Linked DNA regions of Mus musculus: region 2 is linked to region 1. Evidence: chromatin contacts called from public Hi-C data. All regions are on one chromosome and are shown on one strand. Each heading gives the region's core, a stretch centred on a gene start, on an enhancer-like site or on the middle of the called end of the contact. The rest is flanking DNA. Distances are from core to core; before and after follow the strand shown.

Region 1 (2,700 bases), core at 114-2,613:
GCTGTTTGTACCAACTTTCACAGTAAGTGCATTCTGTGGTGAGGTTTCTTTTCAGCTGAAAGGGATAATGGAAGATTCCTGTTCGCCTCTTCGCTCACCATGGAGCCTGCTCAGAAAACTACAGCAAACAGAACAGACCCAGCATGTTCTTTCAGCCAGCCAGCTTGGCGGGCGTCTCAGGCTGACAGTGGACTGAGTGGACTGTGCTGAGGCCTCTGTTCCACTTCTTCACGAGCCTTGTGGCGGGGCCTCCTATACTCCAGGGGCTGTTGCTGGGATTTTTATTTCTCTGAAGTTTGTTTCCTTTTCTAAGTACAGTTCTTTGGTAACAAAGGTCCATCACATTAGTAATATGCTCTGGGGATGAATTCCGCCCCGTATGTTCGCAAGGTAAGCATCGTCCTGACTGGGCTAGCCCTTCTTGCCCTGCCTGATCTGCATCCTCTCTGTTCTCCACTTGTCACCTGTGGCTACCTAGGCTGTAGCAGGCAGGCTTGTGCAAGTGTCGTCCACATATTATAACTGACCCGGTCATAGGGAGCTCCAGGACTTGTCTGGTGTGCTGAGTGACATTTGCTGAGGGACACAGCAAGAGGCTAAAGAACAAGGGTCTGTCTGCGGGCTGGAGCTAGCCTGAGATGCTTGCTCTCACGAGTGAGGTGCTGCATGGTGAAAGGGTGACCTACCCGTGCAGCTACAGTGGCAGGACAGTGTGGCACACTGCATTTGGGCTGGGTTGTCTCAGGTCTGACAGCTCCACTGATCCAACGCTTTCTTACAGACTCCCTTTAAGAGCCTCTTTGTGGTTCCTGTCAGGATGGCTCCATCAGTCACCAGCCTGGTGAGCTGCTTTTATGCCCAGTTTCTGGTGTGAAAGCCATGATTCTTTCAAGTTAGCCTCAACGTTCCTCTTTAACCTTTCCCACTCTGTTCCAGCTTACATTCCCCCCTTAATGGTGTTAGGCAAGGCCGACGGCAGACATCAGGCTCCCCACTCTTACCTGTGAGCAGGGCTGGCCATGAGGTTTCTTCATCCTCAGCCTGGGTTGGGTCTTCTTCCCTAATTGCTTTCTGCCGTCTTCCCAGGCACACCTGCCTTAGTGTATCCCTAAGGTGTTAGCCTGTTTACTCTCTTCCACATCCATGGCGTGGTGGATGTAGTGGGGACTGCTGTCAGCTTCCATTGTACAGCCACAGTGGCCTTGCCCTCTGTTCAGTGTATGCGTTGGCAGGGCACTGAGACCTTCCCTTAGGTGTGAATTTGCGTATCTGTAGACTGCATTCACTCGCAACGTGAGTCTCACTTCTGAGTTATCTGGAGGATGTTAATGAAGGGTTTCAGGTGCAGAGGTACGTGTGGTGGCCTCTAGTGGTGGCTGCTCGGTGCAGCAGGTTGGGGGCCAGTAGCTGTGTGGTTGTTTGAGACAGCCCGTGACACATATAGAGCGAGTCTTTCCACCTCAGCCGATGCTCACAGGCACGCCCAGAAGTGTGTTTCCTAGGCGGCTTCAGAGACGCCCCAGCTCTCCGCTTACACCGGACAGAGGATGCCAGGCTCCGTGTTCCTGTGAATTTGGCTTCTTTTTACCAGAGATAATCGAAGTTGGTCGAGCAGTTGTTCCCTTAGCACCACTGTCAGGGAGCACTGACATTTCAGGTCCGTGGACTGTGAAAGCGCAGGTTCAAAGGCCTGCGTCAGCCACCTTGGACTTGGCCTGCTTTCTCATGACATTAGCCTTTGGCCCTTTCTAAGAGAGAAGTGGCACTAGTGGTCCCTAGCACACAGAGCAGGTGACAGAGTAGTGTCACTTTTCATCGCTGAGAGCCACCAGGAATCAGCCAGAGCTTCAGAGCCGTATTAAAATGAGGCTTTCCCCCTAAGGTTGCTTTGGGGTCAGCTCTGGACAGAAATGAACTAGTTCTTGTGTTACAGAGTGGATTGCTAGAAAGCCATGCTGTCTCTATTTCAATCTGGATTTCTTCCAAAGGATTCTAGTTCAAGAGCCTGCTGTGGGCGATAGTACCAGAAAACTGTATAGAGAGGAGTGGGACAGAAGACCAGAGAGGGTGTGTTCCGGACCAGCAATCCTTGCAGCAGCAGACCCTGCTGAGGATTGGAACTCCACTCTGTCCAGGCAGGTGGAAGCCTCTGGGTTATCCTGCCTTGTGGGTGCAGGCTTCACCAGCCTAGAGCCTCTGAGATGGGCAGAGGCACCCACATAACAGAAACTGAGGACATTAGAGTGGAACACTCAGCCCTCTGCCACATTCCTGAGGCCATGAGCTATGAGGGCCCTAGACAGGTGATCCGTGAGGCCAGTGAGACCAGACCTCAGAAGGGAAGCTGGTGCCTCACCACTGGTCAGTTGCTGAGCTGAGGTGACAAGTCAGACCTCCTGACTACGGTTGTAGCCCTCTTTCCAATCGTTACTCAGAACAGAAATGTAGATCCACTGTGACTTATGAGGCAGACTGGATTTGATTCATGGAGCAATGCTTTCCCTTCCACCGTGGGCTCCTTTGTCTTTCTCTGAGTGAAAAATTGTCAGAGGATTAAATCCTCTTTGAGAGCCACAGAAAGAGAAAAAAAATGGCAGAGTGCGTAAATAATGTCTCTTGAGAAGCTCATATTTTTGGAGGTATTTGCTATTCATGTCTATTTGGCATTGTTGTGTCTTAAGTGTTTACTTGGGCTTCTGG
Region 2 (2,927 bases), core at 190-2,689, 170 kb before region 1:
CACGGGAGAGGATGGAAACGTAGCCTCGTCTGGCCACAAGCTTGCTATAGAGCTGAGGATAGCCTTGAACTTCCGACCCTCCTGCCTCCACCTACTGATTACAGGCATTCAGTCGAACACCCAGCTTCTTACAGTGCTGTCGATCAAATCAGAGGTTTGTGCAGATTAGGCAATCACTCTAACAACTGAGTTACATCATCACTTGAAAGTGTTTTTCCCCCTGTTTGATAGCTTCCAAAGTAAAATAGTAATTTTATTTCATCAAGATAATGTAGGTATACATAAGATAAACCCAGTCATTCCTTACCCACAATCCTCAGATAGCATGAGCGCTGCGACGGAAGCTTTATAGCAGGCACACATCAGCTATGCTTCAGTAGCCCAGGCTCTCTCGCCTCACTTCTTCCCTTGTGCACATGGTCTATTATGATACAGGTATGCGACTAAGTGGATTTTATTTGTGTTTTATGAAAAACGATAAAATGCTCATTTCTCAGCTTGTTAGCTTTCACTTTTATTTTGTAATACAAATTGCATCATGCTTAAAGGATTCCTGCTTTAAAGTCCCTCGGCAGAGCCCAATGGCATTGGTTGTTTTTTAAAAGAGCATGGAGGAGATACATCCAGTTTGACAAATAAAAGACCTGAGATATTTTTACCATATTGTATATATGCATGTCATATTGTATGTATGCATGGCATTCTATGTCTACATGTCATATTATATGTCTACATGTCATATTGTATGTCTACATGTCATATTGTATGTCTACATGTCATATTGTATGTCTACATGTCATATTGTATGTATACATGTTAGTTATTCAGTTCTTCCTCACAGACATTTGTTGACACATTCACTCCCACAGTTGTCCCCTAAGATTTATTGCATCGTGCCCCCTGCTTTACAGAAAAGGAAACTGAGTTTCTCAAGTGACACGCAGCTTGCATGCGTCTGCAGATCATGTGTGTTGCCAGAAACTGGGTTCTTTTAAACTAGCATCCTTGTGGGTTTCTCTCACCCAGATCCGCAGTTTCTTCGGGGAGGAAACACTGCCTGCAGTCCTCGGAACACACCTAAGGGCTCAGCACTGTTGGAGATGAATGAGCTTAGCGGACTTTGTCTTTGCTTGTTTTAAGGAAGGAAAAGCTTGGACACATTCCAAAGAATCAAATGAGAGTTAATGCAGTTGTTGTAGAGGAGGCAGAGGGGGAACATCATGGATTTCAAGTGATTTTACAGTAAGTCTATTGCCTGTGTTTTCTGGCCCAATACTCAGGGACAAAGGAGAAAAAGCCTGCAGGACGGATTGATTCTAAGAAACAGTTTCTAGAGAACAAATAGGCACCTAGACATGAAGCAGAGAAGAGACAAGCAGTGGAGAGGAAGCCCAGGCCACTCCCATTGGTCCTGGCTGGGTTTCCGCTGCTGTGAGCCAGAGCTCTGCATGGCTCCCTGTCCCTGGGACAGTTGCTTGCTGAGGGCCTTTGTCGGCTCTTCCTGGGAACCCTGAACTTTGCCACCATCCGTCTCCTGTAGTTCATGCTCACTGCATCATCGCTCTCCTCTGTCTCCCATCCAAGACTTTGCAGACATCAGCATGTACCCTGCTTGGTGTAGTACATACAGTGCAGTGTAAGTGTGTGCAGTGTAAGTGTGTGCACTGTGTGTACGATGAAAGTGTGTGCAGTGCGTGCAGTCTGTGTGCAGTCTGTGTACAATGTAAGTGTGTGCAGTTTAAGTGTGTGCAATGTAAGTGTGTGCCAGTGCACTAACAACTAAAACCCAGATTCCAGTGTCATGCTGAAGTTTGCTCTGCAAAAAAGCAAACAACATCGAAAAAGGCAGCATTATCAGAATGTCTTTATTCTCCTCGGAGGCAGTGGGCTATCACAGGGGCCTTGCAAATGCAGTGTTTCTACCTGGGACAGTCTCCCGGAGTGAGAATGAAGGGAGAGAAGTAGGTCTATCTCTGGAATAATGGATACGTTCTAGTCTATTCCCCCAATCTTACCTAGGATGGTAGAGACCTGGTTGGTGCCAACCTCAGAGGGAAGAATCAATGTCCATTCGTGCTTGACTTAAGCTCAGGAAGTGTACACTCCAAAATCCTAGTCCAGTCTATTCAGTTTGACTTTTCTGTGTCCTGGCATGACATACTCTCTTTGGACACAACACTCTACTTTAGATTGAGGCTGCTTGTCTCCCAGGGCCCAAATTCCAAAGGGAGATCTTTTTTTTTTCCTGTAAAGTTTTCAAGTCCTTCAGACGTGGTGAATAGTCCAGCAATCGGGAATTATTGGACTCCCAGTCTGACCCGGAAGACATTTTGTTTATCTCTGCTTCCTCACTGCTGAGTCGGTGTGATCAGCTGCCTCTCACTCCCACTGACAGCTGTGAGCCTCTCTCACCACCATGCCTTCTCCTCTGTGATGCACAGGGAGCTAAAAGGAACCTATCCACTTGCAAGGTGCTTCTTGTAGGTATCCAATTACGGCATGGAAAAAAAAATAAGTAGCTCAGAGGACTGGTGCCAAGTGTTGGGGTTGTTGCCTGTACCACGAGTTGCCAGAGGCCTTTGGTGTTGGTTTGTGGGAGAAGCCCTGGAGATGCCCCAGAGAAGCTCTAGGATGCTGCAGACAGGGTAGTGGTCTCTGCTGGTGGGATGAGTTTAGTGGTCTCTGCTGGTAGGAGCTAAGAAGACCAGGATGCCGATAGACAGGAGGGTTGTAAAAGCCAAGTTCACACTGGTTTAAGTTGTGGGCAGGGAGGCCAAGATAGGTGTGGATAAATCATCTGTAATTATCAAAGAGATTAGGAAGGATGAAACATTTCACACTGGAGTGATAGGAATGAGGCCTTCATGGCGAGGCCTTGTACCCACTGAAGTCTCTAGGGTAGAAACCTTAAAACCTATTGGGGAACA

What was found. A called contact is a pair of places that touch in the nucleus more often than the background predicts.
Region 2: a Hi-C map of cerebellum shows a contact between it and region 1, with 2.2 times the contacts expected there. The contact joins two enhancer-like sites. A contact is called at or near these places in 12 of 39 promoter capture datasets (the C10 cell line, the HPC-7 cell line, HPC-7-derived erythroid cells and 8 more), 1 of 15 datasets of contacts at CTCF or cohesin (large pre-B cells), 35 of 484 Hi-C or Micro-C datasets (B cells, the Ba/F3 cell line, the C10 cell line and 19 more) and 3 of 115 datasets of contacts at active chromatin or transcription factors (T-cell acute lymphoblastic leukemia, embryonic forebrain and kidney).

What each region holds. Positions count from the first base shown.
Region 1 is chr3:153,657,249-153,659,948 of GRCm38.p6, reverse strand. The region is part of intron 1 of St6galnac3 (ST6 (alpha-N-acetyl-neuraminyl-2,3-beta-galactosyl-1,3)-N-acetylgalactosaminide alpha-2,6-sialyltransferase 3); the gene reads left to right. Among named protein-coding and RNA genes, the nearest start is that of Gm52633, 63 kb to the right of the region's middle. Within about 2 kb of position 1,363, at least 31 of the 459 cell types and tissues checked have an H3K27ac peak or open chromatin away from gene starts, as enhancers often do. A contact at or near this core is called in cerebellum, where this site is marked.
Region 2 is chr3:153,822,578-153,825,504 of GRCm38.p6, reverse strand. No RefSeq gene overlaps it. Among named protein-coding and RNA genes, the nearest start is that of Asb17, 20 kb to the left of the region's middle. Within about 2 kb of position 1,439, at least 8 of the 459 cell types and tissues checked have an H3K27ac peak or open chromatin away from gene starts, as enhancers often do. A contact at or near this core is called in cerebellum, where this site is marked.